Linked DNA regions of Ovis aries: region 2 is linked to region 1. Evidence: chromatin contacts called from public Hi-C data. All regions are on one chromosome and are shown on one strand. Each heading gives the region's core, a stretch centred on a gene start, on an enhancer-like site or on the middle of the called end of the contact. The rest is flanking DNA. Distances are from core to core; before and after follow the strand shown. Region 1 holds the start of APPL1 (adaptor protein, phosphotyrosine interacting with PH domain and leucine zipper 1). Region 2 holds the start of TASOR (transcription activation suppressor).

The links. A called contact is a pair of places that touch in the nucleus more often than the background predicts.
Region 2: a contact with region 1 is called in a Hi-C map of skin fibroblasts, with 1.7 times the contacts expected there. The contact joins the promoter of TASOR here to the promoter of APPL1 in region 1. A contact is called at or near these places in 3 of 16 Hi-C or Micro-C datasets (skin fibroblasts and tail adipose tissue).

The regions. Positions count from the first base shown.
Region 1 is chr19:43,972,623-43,980,504 of ARS-UI_Ramb_v3.0, reverse strand. APPL1 (adaptor protein, phosphotyrosine interacting with PH domain and leucine zipper 1) reads left to right here and starts at 5,264. Exons shown (of 22, transcript XM_027958257.3): 1 at 5,264-5,452. The coding sequence starts at 5,399. HESX1 (HESX homeobox 1) reads right to left here and starts at 5,142. Exons shown (of 6, transcript XM_042236046.1): 1 at 4,986-5,142; 2 at 1,169-1,305. The coding sequence starts at 1,184.
Region 2 is chr19:44,438,164-44,446,045 of ARS-UI_Ramb_v3.0, reverse strand. It overlaps TASOR (transcription activation suppressor), which reads right to left and starts at 4,421. Exons shown (of 24, transcript XM_027958265.2): 1 at 3,836-4,421. The coding sequence starts at 4,163.

The DNA.
Region 1 (7,882 bases), core at 4,015-6,514:
AGAGGAAAAACCATACACTTGTTTTTACATGAACTCACTGTCTTCTGTTATTAAGACATTACTTTTGCCCCTATATCATTTTGATCATGACTTAGCTAAATCACTCATATAATTTTTCCTTTAAATCAGTATATTTCATAAACTACTGAGTTTACTTAAGACAATGTTAATTTGTGCATAATTTATGATATCTCATATCAGTAGTTTATCTAGTTTCTCCAACATTTGTTTCAAATCACAACCTCAATTAAAAGTGTTTTTATCCAAAATCAGGGTAGAAGTCAAAATCCTCACTTAGGCCATTAGGCTTTACATGATGTTACCTCCTCTTCCTCCTCCCCAACAGATTCCTCCACCCTGGCTCGCAGCTTTCCTGATACTCTGATCTCTATGCAATCCTTCAAATAGAAAGGCCACTCCTGCCTTAGGGCATAGTGCCTCTATCCTGGTTGTTTCTTTTCCTGAAACACTTTTTCCTCAGATGTACTCATTGCTCACTCCAGTGACTCCTTCACATTTTTGTTCAGATGCCATCTTTTCAATGAAGTCTACTCTGACAAGCTTATTTAAAACTGCAACTGCTCTTCACCTCATTTTCCCTGTTTTCCATAGGACTCCCCTCTTTCTGATATACTTTATTTCTTATACTGCATATTACGTTTATATTTCATTGTCCTTCTTCCTACCATTGCCACTAAACTGTAGCTCCACAAAGGCAGAGGTTTTTAACATTTTGTTCATTACCTAATATTTACTGAATGAAGACATCCATTTTCTGAGGCAGTTTAAAATCCCAAAACTAAATTTAGGGCACCATCTAGTGTTTTTGGTAGGATGTGCTGATTTACTGTGAGACTTAACTACGTTGGTGGTGGTTTAGTCGCTAAGTCGGGTCTGACTCTTGTAACCCCACGGACAGTAGCCCGCCAGGCTCCTCTGTCCATGGGATTCTCCAGGCAAGAGTATTGGAGCGGGTGGCCATTTCTTTCTCCAGGGGATCTTCCTAACTCAGGAATCGAACCCAGGTCTCCTGCATTGCAGACAGATTCTTTACCAACGGATCTATGAACAGTACTCGTATACTCAATTATCAGTAACTCTTTTTACTGCCCTCTGTAGTACTATAAAAAGTTAAAAAACAAGAAGTAAAATGATTTCAATACTTTACCAGTCATGGGACTCATTGGCTTCTCTAACAGCAATCTCTTTTCCAATGACTTGCCTATTGCTCCCGAGAACTTCTGGGGAGTAGTAATGTCATGTAGGTCTGTGTCTTTTAACCTTTGGGAATCTCCCCTCTCCCCACTGCCAAAAAACAAAGATCAAAAAACAGAGTAACAGCCTTTGCTGGTTTTGTACCTACACCGTTTCTCCAGAATAACACAATATATATTTATTGATTAATTTTTTTTTTTTTGGCAGCAAAAGTCTCCAAATCAATGATAAAACACTAGCAAGGATAACGGTAATATTATTTAAAATACTATCCATATTCTCTACAACAATGAGGAGGGTCTTCTGATTTAGAAAATAATGGTTTCTTTAGTTATGATAAAGAGGGGGAAATGAAGAAAATAAAAGCCGCTTTAAAAGCATTAAAACATTTAAAATGAAAAGAATACTTAGCTTATTTTTACTGGAAACTTATTGTGCCCAGCACTATTCTGAAAGCTCATTAAACATCTTCTGGACTCTACTATGTAGGTTCTCTACATTAAGCCCCACTTTTTAGATGACAAAATGGAGACACAGAGAAATCAAGTAACTTGCCTAAAGTGTCATAAAACTAGTAAAGACTGAAGCTAAGATTCCAAGTCAACTAGGCTGACTCCACAGTCCATGTCCATGAGCTCATGCTCATGCTTTTATTCATCTCCCCAAAGAAACAGAAATAATGCTGCTTGGTTTCAAGGTTCTCAGATTGGTCAAAAAAAATTAGTTTACAATGTCCTCATCTTCCAAAAATGAATCAAGGCGACCGTAAAAGAAACAGCCATATACAATTATCCTAGAAATAAAGTTTCATTCTTTTCAGAGTCAAGAAGTAGAAGCTCTGGAATTGGCCTTTCTAAGGATTTATGCTTTAGCCATATATATATAATCTAAGGATGCTGTGGCAAACAGCAAAAACAACAACAGTATTAATATTAAGATCAAAGGCCAGAGGGTGGCTTGCACTGGCACAATGAAGAATCTGATAGTCCTGGTTGCTCAACCACCTCTTTTTGCAACACATTCCTCAGAACATTTTATTCTACTCCCACTGCCCAAAGCTTTTCCCACCTCTACCACTGGTTCAAATGTTTTAGAGTAGATGGAAGTGACTCAGGATCCCCAATTATCAATTAATATACTCTTGAATTTTGTTCAACTCAGACGTAAGAAAAAAACCTGAATTATCTGTTAAAGTGAGTCTCATTAAGGAGTGATTTATTAGGTAACATCTAGAAGTATTTGCAGTATACATTATGCTCTTGAAAGGAGTATCAATTACACCAGAATTTGAGATTGATGGAGTCTTTCAGGGGATATTTTTAAGAAGTAGGATTCCCAAGCTCTCTAGATGATTCTGGAAATGGTGTCCCTCTCACCACCCTCAGCTGGAACTAAAGACTCTTTCCTAAATGTTTACTTGACTCTTTAATAGTCTAAAACACACGGTGATTTGGGTAAGGGAAATGGTTATCTTCCATTCTAGAGAGAGATTTTCAACATGCGGTTTGAGGATGAGCTGCTTTGGACTCACCTGCAAGATTCCCAGCCCTACCTCTGACCAATGGCATCAGACTCTTCTGCTGGGCTGAAGATAGGATAATCTGTATTCTAACAACCTCCCCCAGATGACTTTTATGTGTGCGTAAGTTTGGTAACCACTAACCTAGGGGGATCATTTTAAAAAATAAAACACGAGTGTCATTTTGGTTATTGGATTCTTTCCTATAATACCACAGACCAGAACTTCAAGAAGTATCATGTAAAAACCTAATTATAAGAAGATCAAATATAATTTTAAGAGACTAATAATTAACAAATCTACTTACCAAACTGTACATCTTTTTATTGTAAATTATATGTGTGAAACGTCTCAGTGAATTCTTTGGCGGATGTCATTTAATCCTGCCTCGCCTTCCATAAAATTAACTAGCTGGCCAAAGTTTTTTTTTTTACTACCCACACGTGAGTCTCTAGGAACCCCTGAGGCATACTCTGAACAAGCCTCATTTCCTCTATAAAAGAAATCGAGTTTGGTCAACTGTACAGAACTTAGGCTAATTAAACTTATACTAGCTATCAAAGGAAACTGCAATCTTGCAACTTCAGGCGTGTTTTAAAATAGGAAATACAATTATTTTTCTGGATGAGCAGACTGAATAATAGCTTAAAGCTACAGAATCCAAGTAGAAAGCCTTTTAAGAGTCTTTCTAGTTTTATAATTTGACTGAACTGCCTCTCCACACAACTGAATAGTCAACTTGTTTTTGTTTGTTTTTTAATCAGTTGAACCCAGGAAGAATTCCTTGCTCCTCTCTGATAATATAATAGCCTCTTGAGAACCCTTTACAAAAATACAGTTTAGAAGCATGGAACATACAAAAAAGGAAACCATTTAACTTGATAATACCCCACCCAGGTAATTCAGATACCTAAGATAATTTTTCATTGGAATTATTTAGCTTGGCCAAAACGCCAAACTTCAGTTACACCGTATAATTACTCTTCTTTCTTACACTTTTTTTCCATTTGTCACTTACTCCTGATTCTCATCAATTGTCACTAACTTTCTTTTCCTTCACTTACAATCTAATCACAGTTCAACCAAGAATGTCACTTACTGTGAAAGTCTTCTTAATTCAGAGTCAGGTTGCATGCCACTGTGCTGATAGAGTAGACAAGAAATGTCCAAGGCCAGAGTTGTGCTGCTGAGATCTGTACCATGCCGATGCCAGGTACTTTCAAGCAGCTGGCAACCAGTAACACTGTAGGAACTGACTCCAAACTACCTTTCAGAAACTAAAGATCTCATATACAGAGTGACTCGCTGATAAACAATTTAAGGGGAGAGCCCTTACTCAAAGTTATTGAAAGCTATGAATAATCCCATGAAACTACATTGCAAGTCTACTTGGGAAAACTTTTTAAATTTGATTTTTCCTTTAAGAGATTCTGGGAAAATCTCGTATTTTAAAGTAACTTCCATTCCAGTTACTGTATTTGGATTTGTTCCACCGTACCTGGATTCATTCCAATTTATCTGTGGAACTGGGCAACTAATAGTCTTTATTCGGCATTTCTTATATTTCTTGAATGAAAATGGGATGGACTAGTGGGATTAATGGCTAGGTATTTACAAGACACTAGTAATTCTGCCATTTTCTCTGTATAAAGATTCTTCCATGAAGAATCTGGACACAAAGATGGACAAAAGAGGCAGGAGTTCTAATCCAGATCAAGTTCTAGAAGTACAGCTCACCTTATCTCTCTTATTAAAAAAAAGTTAGATGCTGAAGAAGCTATTTAAATATTCTTCCAAAACTTTAACAGAAATGCTAAAATCAGTTACTAACATAATAAATCAGTGTACCCTGACTTTAAAAAGATATTTTCACTTATGATTAATAAGAAATATGGAAGTCTGAATTGCGGCATGTCAGTCTCTCAAGGACAGCTAAGAACTGATGAATTGGCAGCAAAGTCGGGTTTTTCAATGCATATATTGATACCCAAGTGCTCAGAAAAAATTCTTTTCGAGTCTACTATCCACGAATTTACCAGAAAGCCAAGTTAACAACACAGCTAATCTCGCAGATATCTGAGTTAGCCAGCACCATTTTGCTGGAGAGGGGAGACTGGACACTGCGGGCAGTTGAGAAGGTTATAATCTTTGGAAACTAAAGGCGCCTGCAGAGAGGCCTCTTTCGTGGTCTCTGACGAAAAACGTTGAGGGAGAAGTAAAACAGCCCCAATTTCCCCAGAACGGTCCTCACTCGAAGCTCTGGTTCCAGGAGACGCACGCTTTGCTGAGGTAAGACGGTCCCCTACGATTTATAGCCAATCGCTCGCGAAGGGTAGGTGTCGAGGTGCGCAAAGAAGGCCGCCTCAGCCGCCTTCGCCTCCTCCAAGTCCCTGCATCTCAGCGGAGCCGGGAGCAGCGAAGGAACCTCCGGGCTAGCCCCGCTGCGCTGACGGGCGTCGTCGTGAGCCAATGAGCGGGCAGGGAGGCGGAGCAGGCAGGCCGGCGGGGCGGGATTTCCCGCGCCATCGCGCGGCCGCTCGGCGCCCGGCGAGGGCGGTGGAGCCAGCGAGAGAGGGCGGGTCGGGGTCAGCTGCTGCAGGCGGGCGGGTGCGGGGAGCTGTGGGCGGCCGCCTCGTCTCTTGCCGCCGCCCTCCGTTTGCCACGATGCCGGGGATCGACAAGCTGCCCATCGAGGAGACGCTGGAGGACAGCCCACAGGTTAGGCGGCGGGAGGCGAGGGAAGGAGCGGGGCTGGCAGATTCCAGGCCTGGCCCCGCCGCGGCCGCAGGTGCCCGCCCTGGCCCAGGTGGGCGCCGCCCCCCAGTATCCCTGCCGGTCGCGGGCGGCGCCCGGAGCTGCCGAGGCCGGGCCGCCCTCCCGAGGCCCGCGTGGGCCTGCGTCGCTGGGCCGAGAGCCGCGCTCGGGGTCTGGGAGTCGGCGGGCGGCGACCAAACCGCCGCCGCCGTGGCTGATGGGCCCGGCGGTCGCTACGCGCCCGGGGCTCCCTGGTATTTGACAAAAGATGCTTTTTAATTGCCGTGATGTGAGGTGATAAATCCAGATCCTGGAATTTTCTTTTCGAAAACCTCTTCGGAGGAAATGCAGGAGGAAAAACGACCCTGTAGACTTAATGATTTCTGATCAAGCTAGGGAAGGAAATGGACAATTTTGAGGGAAAAATACTGAAAGTCTGTTGATTAGCCCGCGCGGAAAGCCGTCGGCGAAGCCCGTCACGGATCCCGGAGCCTCCCGGCCGAGCGTCGTGACCCTGAGTGCAGCCGCTGTCACTCGGGCCGTGCATGCCGAGAGGTGGACGGCGCCTTTGCGGCTCCACGACTGCTGCGCCCGGGTTGCAGACTTGGCTCTAGTAAACTCATCAAAATAAAAGCCCCATGTTTTGTGCATTGGGGATGATGCTGGTGTGGTTGCTCTAGCTTAAGATAGTCTCTTCCTTAAGATAGGAAGACGTAACAGGGACTTATGTTTTCAGTGCTGAAGAATGAAATCAGCTATGTTAAAAAAAAAACATGCTAGTAGGGGCTGAAACTTGGGCTGAGAAACTTCATCCCTGGGCCTGTCTTCTTACACAATAAGGGATTCGAGACGAAGTTGCTCTTGGGCTACCACTTAGAATGAAGACAGTTTTCTGAAATGTTCATTTAGAACTACAGTTGCAGATATTTCCTGTGTCTTAATGGTTTAAATGACTCCAGAAGAACAGGAGGGAGAGGCTAGATCCCACTTTCCTGTATGACTTGTCTGCCATGGATATGGTGCTAGTTTTGACTGCCAGGTTGGAGTTGGGCTCTGATTGTAGAATTGATTGGGCTTTTTTTTACGCTGAAAGTTATCTTCACAGGCCCGATCCCTGCTGGTAATGTACTCTTATCAGCCTATACTGACACAAAGAGAGACCGACTTGGCTTATTTTGACTGCCAGAATAATAGCCAGTTCAAATATTTAATGACTTCCGTAGTATAAAGTTATAAGCTACATTTGTTTCAGATGTTTAGCAAAAATTTTGTGGGATGCATTGGTCAGGTACACTTTGTCGTTTTACTTTTTTATAAGACTCAACAGGCTGCCTTACCTTTCTTCTCTTCCCTGGCCTGGCTTTTATAGCTGCTCATAAAGACTGCCCAGAATGGGTTTCACAGTGCCCTTAGCCATGACTTATGAGGAGGGTATAATGTTAACTTATCTAATTTCTTGATTTTTTCACACAGTAAGTTTACAACTTGAGCATTAGGTTTTTGTATTTTTTTTCTGTTTTTTACAAGCATGTGCCATATTAGTATTAATTTTTAATGAAAGAGCCACATTGATAGTCTTTCAATTTCTAGAAGTAATAAATCTGAACTAGTTAATATTTATTTGGGAAAGTTAATTGGGACAACTGGGATTTAGAAAGGGAAAACACTGGGAAGCGATTCTAGGAGAAAACTTGTGGCAAGAATGAAAGCCCTGGATTTGGGATTTAGGATATAGTCTTTACTGCCAGTTGGTACCTTCTACTTTATGGCAAGTCACTTAACTCTCTAAATTTCAGCTGTTATAGATAGTGAAATTTTAGTCTTTGTACTTGATTATAAAAATAATAGTTGTTTGCTTCAGAAAAATTAAAGGTACAGAAAGCACAATTACCTGTCCAGCACTCGGGAGTAAACTCTGTTAATGCTTTGCTTTCTTTTTTGTGGGTTTTTTTCCTTTCTCTTACACCTTTTAATGTGATTGAGATTATATTGTGTATAATGATTTTTATTTGGCTCTAACTACACATGATAACTTAAGTATCTTCACACATTATCACATACTGAATAAACAACTCAAAGGTCGTGTGTTTCCTTGACTGGCTTAATATGGTTGTCCTGTTGTACTTTTGTAGTTTATATAGAGAGCTCAGATTAATGCTTTGGGATATAAATTTTTGTTCTTCTCTAGACTGTTTATCTAGCATCAGTTCAGGTCAGTCGCTCAGTCATGTCCAACTCTTTACGACCCCATGGACTACAGCATGCCAGGCCTCCCTGCCCATTGCCAACTCCCAGAGTTTACTCATATTCCTGTCTATTGAGTCAGTGATGCCATCCAACCATCTCATCTTCTGTCATCCCCTTCTCCTCCCGCTTTCAATCTTTCCCAGCATC
Region 2 (7,882 bases), core at 3,172-5,671, 470 kb before region 1:
TTAAAAGTCACTTTTCTCCAGTCTATTACTACAGACATAATACTGCAGGAATGGATGATTCATCTCTAAATCACAATTGACACACTAAGTGTAGAATTAACAATGAACATTCTAGAATTCTAGAGATAAGAAACATGAAACTTGACCTTTTTGGACTGGGGAATATGTCAGAGTTTACCTCCATTACTTAGAATTTGTATGCTCCTATCAAATGTTTTATGTGGATGACTGAATTCTGCCTATACTTTACTGCTCGGATTTACTTCTACCTATGGGAACCTATGGTACTTGGAACCAAGTCATTCATATAAAACTTAAAAATGTCATGCAAATTTCCTTAAGACACTTAATCCCAAAGTCTTCAAAAACATAATTCCAAATTTTGTGGGAAAAGATGGGGATTTGGGAGAAGAACTGGTCATTAATTCTCCTAAACTAGACCGGTATGGACACAAATGCATGAGATCATTTAGTTTGTGATGCACCGGCAAGAGATGCAGGTGCATGAGCGCAGCTAATCTTGTTCCCTACATAAAGCACTAACCAATAAACATTTTCCAGAAAGTCAATCATCACTACATCACTTCCCAAGAACTTTGAATAGAAAAATTATGTCAATTCCTGATTTTGAGGACTTACACTACTAGATTCTAGAGTAAAAGAAGGCAACAGTGAAACACTCACTGAGGAAATCCAATTCCACAATTTGGCAAAATGTAACAGTGCCTCCTTACAGTGCAGAGAGTAGCCTGTCCAGTAAGTAAAAAGAATTCACAAATAATCATAAAGTAAAATTTTACTCTAGTCAACAGATCATTTATCTGTCAGTACTGATTACATGTATTAACTTTATAATGAACATAATTTGTCAATCTGAAAATTTCCCAGGATGAAGACATACTAAACATCACTAAATTTAATAGTTGTTAATTTAAAAAAAAACATAATTTTTCTATAATGAAAAAGAAAAGTATTTTATGCCTAGGTTCAAACTCCAACTCCACCTTTTACTAGCTGTGTGACCTTGGACAAGTTATTTACCTCAGTAGTTCACTTTCCTCATCTGTAAAATGGGAATATCACTTACCACATAGGATTACTTAATTAACACATATAAACTGCTTAGAACAGTGCCTACAACTTACTAAGCACTATGAAGTGTTTGCATTATTATCACTTAATTAGAATGGCAGTATTTTGGATGTTCTCCTACTGTGATGACCGAGAAAAGGCAAGTTCTACTTACAAAAGTTTGTCTTTAAGCTACCAAGAAGTCCTAATCTTTATTTTTACTGGAAAAGCAGTCACAAGCAAAGTCCTGCCATATTAAAATAGGAATGCAACAGAATCCTTGATACAGAAAAGTTCAAGAGGTATACAGGGACTTCCCTGGTGGTCCAGTGGCTAAAACTACAGGCTCCCAATGCTGGGGGCCTGGGTTCGATTCCTGGTCAGGGAAATAGATCCCACATACTACAACTAAGAGTTCACATGCTACAACTAAGAGCTGCCACAGCCAAACAGATAAATAAATATTTTAAAAAATTTTTTAAAAAGAGGTATCTCATATTCATGATAAAAGACTCAGATGACCAGCATGAACACCTAGCCAAATTCTATACACAAGTGTTACCTTTCAAGTCTTCCAAGAGGGTATTATTTGGGGATCAAGTGGGAAACTAGCAGAACCTGCTGAACTGTTTCTGATAAAGCTGTTTTTAAATGAAAAGTTGAATTTTTCTATGAAATTCCATCACCAAGTATTAATTCCCTTCACGTTGGGTAGGATGAAGTCCACGATGGTAATTAAGTTTTAAAAGCTCTATTTAAATTTCTATTGCACTATTTGAACAGCTGCTGCTCAGTGTAAAACTATTTACATAAGTTAAAAATCATTCATTTTCATTAAACATGAAAAAAGTTTACGTTATATTTTCCTTACCAAAACCTTCCAGAGAGGAGAAAGGTAACAGCCTCTGCCTCTAAGTGAAAATGGAAAATACCAATTTTCCCCAAGGGAGCATGAGACTCTGGGGAGAAAATGAGGTTTTATACTTCTTAATTCCTCAAGTATATCTTTTAGTGTGTTCCAATGAAATCTATTTTAGAGCAGCCTCTGGACATATTAAAAAAAAAACCATACACACACTAGCCAACAGTTCCTAGTGCCATCCCACATTTCAAACAGAACAGGGGTTTTAGGCCAATTTTCTGGTCCTATGAGAAGTTAAAATGAGGTACATCATGCCTTATGTTTTGGTTAAAACTTTTTAGAAAACGGACTGCAAAACTGTTATCAAGCTAAAAAAAATTTAAAAAGGAAAAAGTTCAAGCTGCTATTTCAACGTTACAATCAAAAGCCCATCTAAATCTACTCTTAACCTATTCTCTACCAATTTATAATTTAGGCTGAAATATAATTTTCCTCATATTGACTATACATCTTAACTAAATAAACCAAAAGAATTGATGGATCCTGACCCTTAAAGAATCCTCTTGAACCCTGACATCTATTACATTAACTCAAAAGATATTTCTAGAAACAGTCCTCATGCTAGCGGACTTAACTTCATCTTTCTCAGCCTGGTTTCTCACACCAAGAATTCCCTTGGCATTCTCATCCAAACAGAAATTAACAACTTGACTTTTTTGTCCGTATCTTACTGACAAAAGGCTACCAATTTCAGTTGTGCAAATGTAGCGGTTGTGCACGTGCAGACAGGAAGCACATGCTTCATTCAAGATTCTCTTTACCAAGACTCAAGCTACAAATAAAAAACGTTTCCTACAAATAAGAAAATTCCTATTACTTTTCAAAGTAAATCTGAAAAACGGAACCACGCACTAAAACAGGAAAAAAAAACAACCCTGCTTTAAATTGACTAAATCCAGGCAGAGGACCCCAAATCACTGGATGGTCAAAAATTGTATTCTAAAAACAGAAAATGGTAATTTCCTCGATGAGAAAGGTGTCACAGTATGGCATAAAATTTTAGAAACGTAATGCTGTTAATACGTTGTTAATGTAACTTCCCATTTTTGTTCCACGAACCAGACTGGATCTCTCAAAAATTTTTTTCATGAAGTTCTCTCATTTGCAAAATCAAGTCGGTGACTCTTGGGCAAAAGACCTCTGTTTTTTTCATAGGGAAATTACTGCACCAAGAACCTACCTTCCCCATCTTTTCAGATACAACAAAAAACAAACTAAGGCTTGGATTTAAAAAGAGCCCTATCTAGCGCTTCAAAAACAGGGCGGGGGACAAAAAAACTACATGGAAATGAAGTGTGATGGAAAAAGGCAGTGTGCATGAATCACATCTAACGGAGATTTCTAAACAAGGGAAGACGCTGACATCGATCAAATTTCAAGTAGACATAGAGCTGAAGAATTTCCACAGGGAGAAGCACTTGTGGTCCTCGCAATGCAATGGCCTTGGAGAAAGCCCCAGAATCCATGGCCACGGGTTATTTCCACATTGAGACGTCTCAGAAGCATCTTTAGAGGAGGACACATCAGCTTCTCTGCCTTCAGGGGCTGGGAAGGAGGGGCGCCGAGCACCATCTTTCCTCTCTGGGAGCTGCAGCCTTACGGACAAGCTTCGAAACGGCTACTTCCAACTTCCACGGGGAGAGGGGGAGCAGGGAGCGTGATTCCACCGCTTTCCTCTCGCACCAAGCGCAGCAGCTGGGCGGCCGAGGCTGAGGGGAGAGGCGGCTGGCGCTGCATGCGTGTTTACGTGTCTCGGATGGGTGTGGGAAGGAGACAGAGAGGTTCTAATGAAAAGATGGAGGGGAGAGAGAAAGAGGGGTTGGGAAAGAGGGGAAGCACCACCTTTCTTTTCTCTGCTCTTCCTGGGGATCTGAAAACTCCTCCTAATGGGTCTTTCGGGCTCTTCGGGGCCTTTGGGCAGTGCAGCCGCGCCCGCCTCAGAGGAGTCCTGAGGCTGCTCGTGGCAGAGGCTCGGGGCGGCCTCGGAAGCCGCGGTCTCCTCAGGCCCGGCGCCGCCGCCGGGCTCCGCGATGCTGAGGCCGCCGCCATTTTGTGGGGAGGACTCAAGCTCCGGAAGCGTCTGCTTCATCTCGTCGTCTCCGCCGCCGCCGCCACTTTCCCAGTTCGCGTCCGTCGGCGGAGAGACCTCCGCCTCCGCAGCAGTCGCCATCTCGCCGGCGTGAGGAGCTCCGGGAAGCTTCGGCCGACAAGGTCGACGGGGGTGGGGGGAAGGGGCGGCAGGCCGGCCTCGCCGCCAAGCTGCTCTCAGCCCACCGACCCCCTTCCCCCCGTGGCCGCGGGCCGCTATCCCCGCCCAGCAGCCTCTCGGGGGCCCTAAAGCGGGCGCCCCAACCGTGCCTCCCGGCCCCGGGAGCCGCTCCTCGCTCGGGCAGTTCTTCAGCCGGCCCCCGCCACTCAACGTGCTGGCGTCGGGGCCTGGAGGGGGCGGGGCCATCACGGAGCGCTCCGCCAATGAAGACGCGGCGCCCGCCTCCGCGGGTGCGGATAGACGGCGCCAGCGGGCGGAGTCTCGGAGCGCCGGAGCCCGCCAAAAGGGGCAACCGCAACGCCCGACGAGTACCTCGACGCCGCTCCCGGCTGCGGGTTAGGTGGGTCTCATGGCGAGCTGCGAGATCCCGGAGCGCGTTCGGCCAGTGCTGCAGGCGAGGGAGGCGTGCTGTGCCAAGTCCTGGGAACGCAGGCGTCGCCTCTTTCCGGGCAAGATTACCTCTCTTCTCCGCGCACGACTTGCATCGGCCAGAACCGAATAGAGGCAGTGGTTGTGGGATGATTCCGGCTTTGTGAAATATTTGCATGCATATAAAGGCTTGAAGTGGTGATATGATAGTGACTGCAGCGATAAGAGCCTGAAAGCCACGGGGGCCCGCTTCAGTGACCTGTTATTCCCACTGGATCTTACATTTTTACAACAGATTACTCCCACCCACCCCCCTATTTTTATCTATAAGGGTTAGAAAAGGTGGCACGCCTCCAGCAAGCTGTAAATTCCTTGGTCCTTTGATTTGACTTCACAGCCTAATGTTAACAGGATTTGGTTCTGGGGAGCTTGAGAAGGGCTGCCGGCTTTTAGATTTTCCATTGCTGTTTCAGTTTTCCTATAGCTAGTGTATATTAAAGAAAAATACAAACATTTGCAGCTACGTTAAAAGATATACAGCAAGCGATCGTTTTACCTTAAAACAACTAGACAGTCAAGTTAGAAGACCTTTTAAATAGCTTTGGCTGGTTAGGTTGAAACTATTTGGGCCATGGTGAATACAGAAATTATTTCTTACATTCTTTCTATATGCTAGGCACTGTACCTAGCGATTTATGTATACTATGTACATTAAATCCTCACAACAGATGTTAGGAAGATGCTATTATGCACTATTTAAAATAAGTGTTGCAGTTAGGAGTATGGGATTAATAGAAACACACTTGGCAGCTCAGAGGTTTAAAGCGTCTGCCTGTAATGCGGGAGACCTGGGTTCGATCCCTGGGTCGGGAAGATCCCCTGGAGAAGGAAATGGCAACCCACTCCAGTACTCTTGCCTGGAGAATCCCAGGGAAGGAGGAGCCTGGTAGGCTACAGTCCATGGGGTCACAAAGAGCCGGACACGACTGAGCGACTTCACTTTCACTATATATATCAAATAGATAAACAAGAAGTATTTACTGTATAGCACATGGAATTCAATATCTTGTAACCTATTATAGAGAAGAATCTGTAAATCAACTACAGTTCATTTACTACAGTTGTAAATCAACTATATAGATAGATAAAATGTTGCAAGACAGAACAAATTTTAATAAAGTGAGAATCTGAAGCCAGGTCTATTTAGCTCTAAATAAAGTACTAGCCCTTGCCTTTTTTTTTTTTTTTAAACTTTTAACTGGAGGATAATTACTTTACAATATTCTATTGGTTTCTGCCATACATAAAAATGAATCAGCCATAGGTATACTTATGTCCCCTCCCTCTTGAACAACCCTCCCACTGCCTGCTTCTCTTAAGATCTAATATTCACAGCAGCTCTAGAGGTATCTTTATGCATTTTATATATGGAGAAATGAGGATTGACATTTTGCTCCATCTCCAAGCAGTAGGATCAGCATTGGGACCCATATCTCTATGCTCAAACTCCAGGTGTTGACTGACTAAATGTTTAATGATAATAAAACCCTGGGCCTTGCCGGTGGCTGCTGCTAAAAGAGCATTCCTAAGGACAATAGCAAAATTGGATTCCAATGTCCTGTGATAAATATATCTGTTTCACAGCTTATAAGAAAAGCTGCTCATGACTTGCCCAGCCTATTTGAATAAGCTCAGTATATCATAGGAAAGTGAGTATAATATAAAACAATTATTCTTCTTCGTAAATAGTTAATGTAAAAACATTTTAAAATACTGATAAAAATACTAGGGCCAAGCTGACACAAAAATGCTATGTTATTTTAAGTTAAAAGTTGCCCTCGAAGTTGGGAAGAAAAGGCTTTACTTGATAGTAGAGGCTGCAGGAGATCAGAAACTCAGGTGTTAGGATCTCTAAAAGGTAATTTTGTTGTTGATTCATTAATGTGAAGTCGCTCAGTTGTATCTGACTCCTTGAGACCCCGTGGACTATAGCCCACCAGGCCCCTCCATCCACGGGATTTTCTAGGCAAGAGTACTGGAGTGGGGTGCCATTTCCTTCTCCAAGGGATCTTCCCAACCCAGGGATTGAACCCAGGTCTCCCACATTGCACGCAGATTCTTTACTATCTGAGCCACCAGGAAGCCATATGCATATATCAACAGATACTCAGTATGTCCATGGGGCTGGGGGGTTAAGGGTAATACCAGTAATATATAAGGTTCTGAAGCAAGAGCTACCAAAGGTTAAAAGACATTAAATCTACATTGTCCCCTACCCTCAGTAACAGACAAAACACCACCGCAGAAATAAACTAGAGAATGGTGAGGTAGTATATAACTAAATATGCAGGGACCACAATTGCCATTTTACATTGAAAACAGAAAAAAAAAAAAAAAATCCAGTTCAACTCTTCATTTTAAAAATAGGAGGGACTTCCCTGGTGGTCCAGTGTCTTAAGATTCCGCACTCCCAACGCAGGGGCCCTGCTTCCATCCCTGGTCAGGGAATCAGATGAATGCCATAACTAAAAGATCTCTCAGGTTACAACACAGACCTGGCCCAGTGCAGCCAAATAAAACAGCTTTTAAAAATGCACCACTCAACTAAAAAAAAATACATTTTTGAAAGAAGGGAGAAGGGGAGAAATACATTAGGATTTCAGGATTTAAATATTCACACTATATAAAACAGATAACCAACAAGGATCAACTGTATAGCCAGGGAACTATACTCAGTATCTTATAATAATTTATCATGGAAAAGAAATCTAAAGTGTATGTATATACATACATATATGTGTATATACACATACACACACACATATATAGCTGAATCACTTTGCAATATACCAGAAACTAACATAACAATGCAAATCAAAAACATTTCAATATAAATTTTTAATTAAAACATTAAAAATATATATATAGAAAATCATGCTGGAAGCTGTTGTTATTACCCAATATTTCAACCAAGAGTGCAACAGCAGTATCTTAAAAATCATCCAGAAAGCCCACACAGAGATTCTAGAAGGATCCCTATGTTTCAGAACAGAGGAATTAGAAACTCCCTGATGCTGATCAAATCAACTAGTTTTATAGTTACAGAATTCACACATAAAAACAAAAGCATTAATAACAATACCTTTGAAGTGAACAAAGCCACTAAAAAGATTTGACTGTAATAGCAGTGTTTAACATTTGTAAACAATTTCATGTTTTGTTTCCAGGTAAAAGATGCTATTTGATGCTCA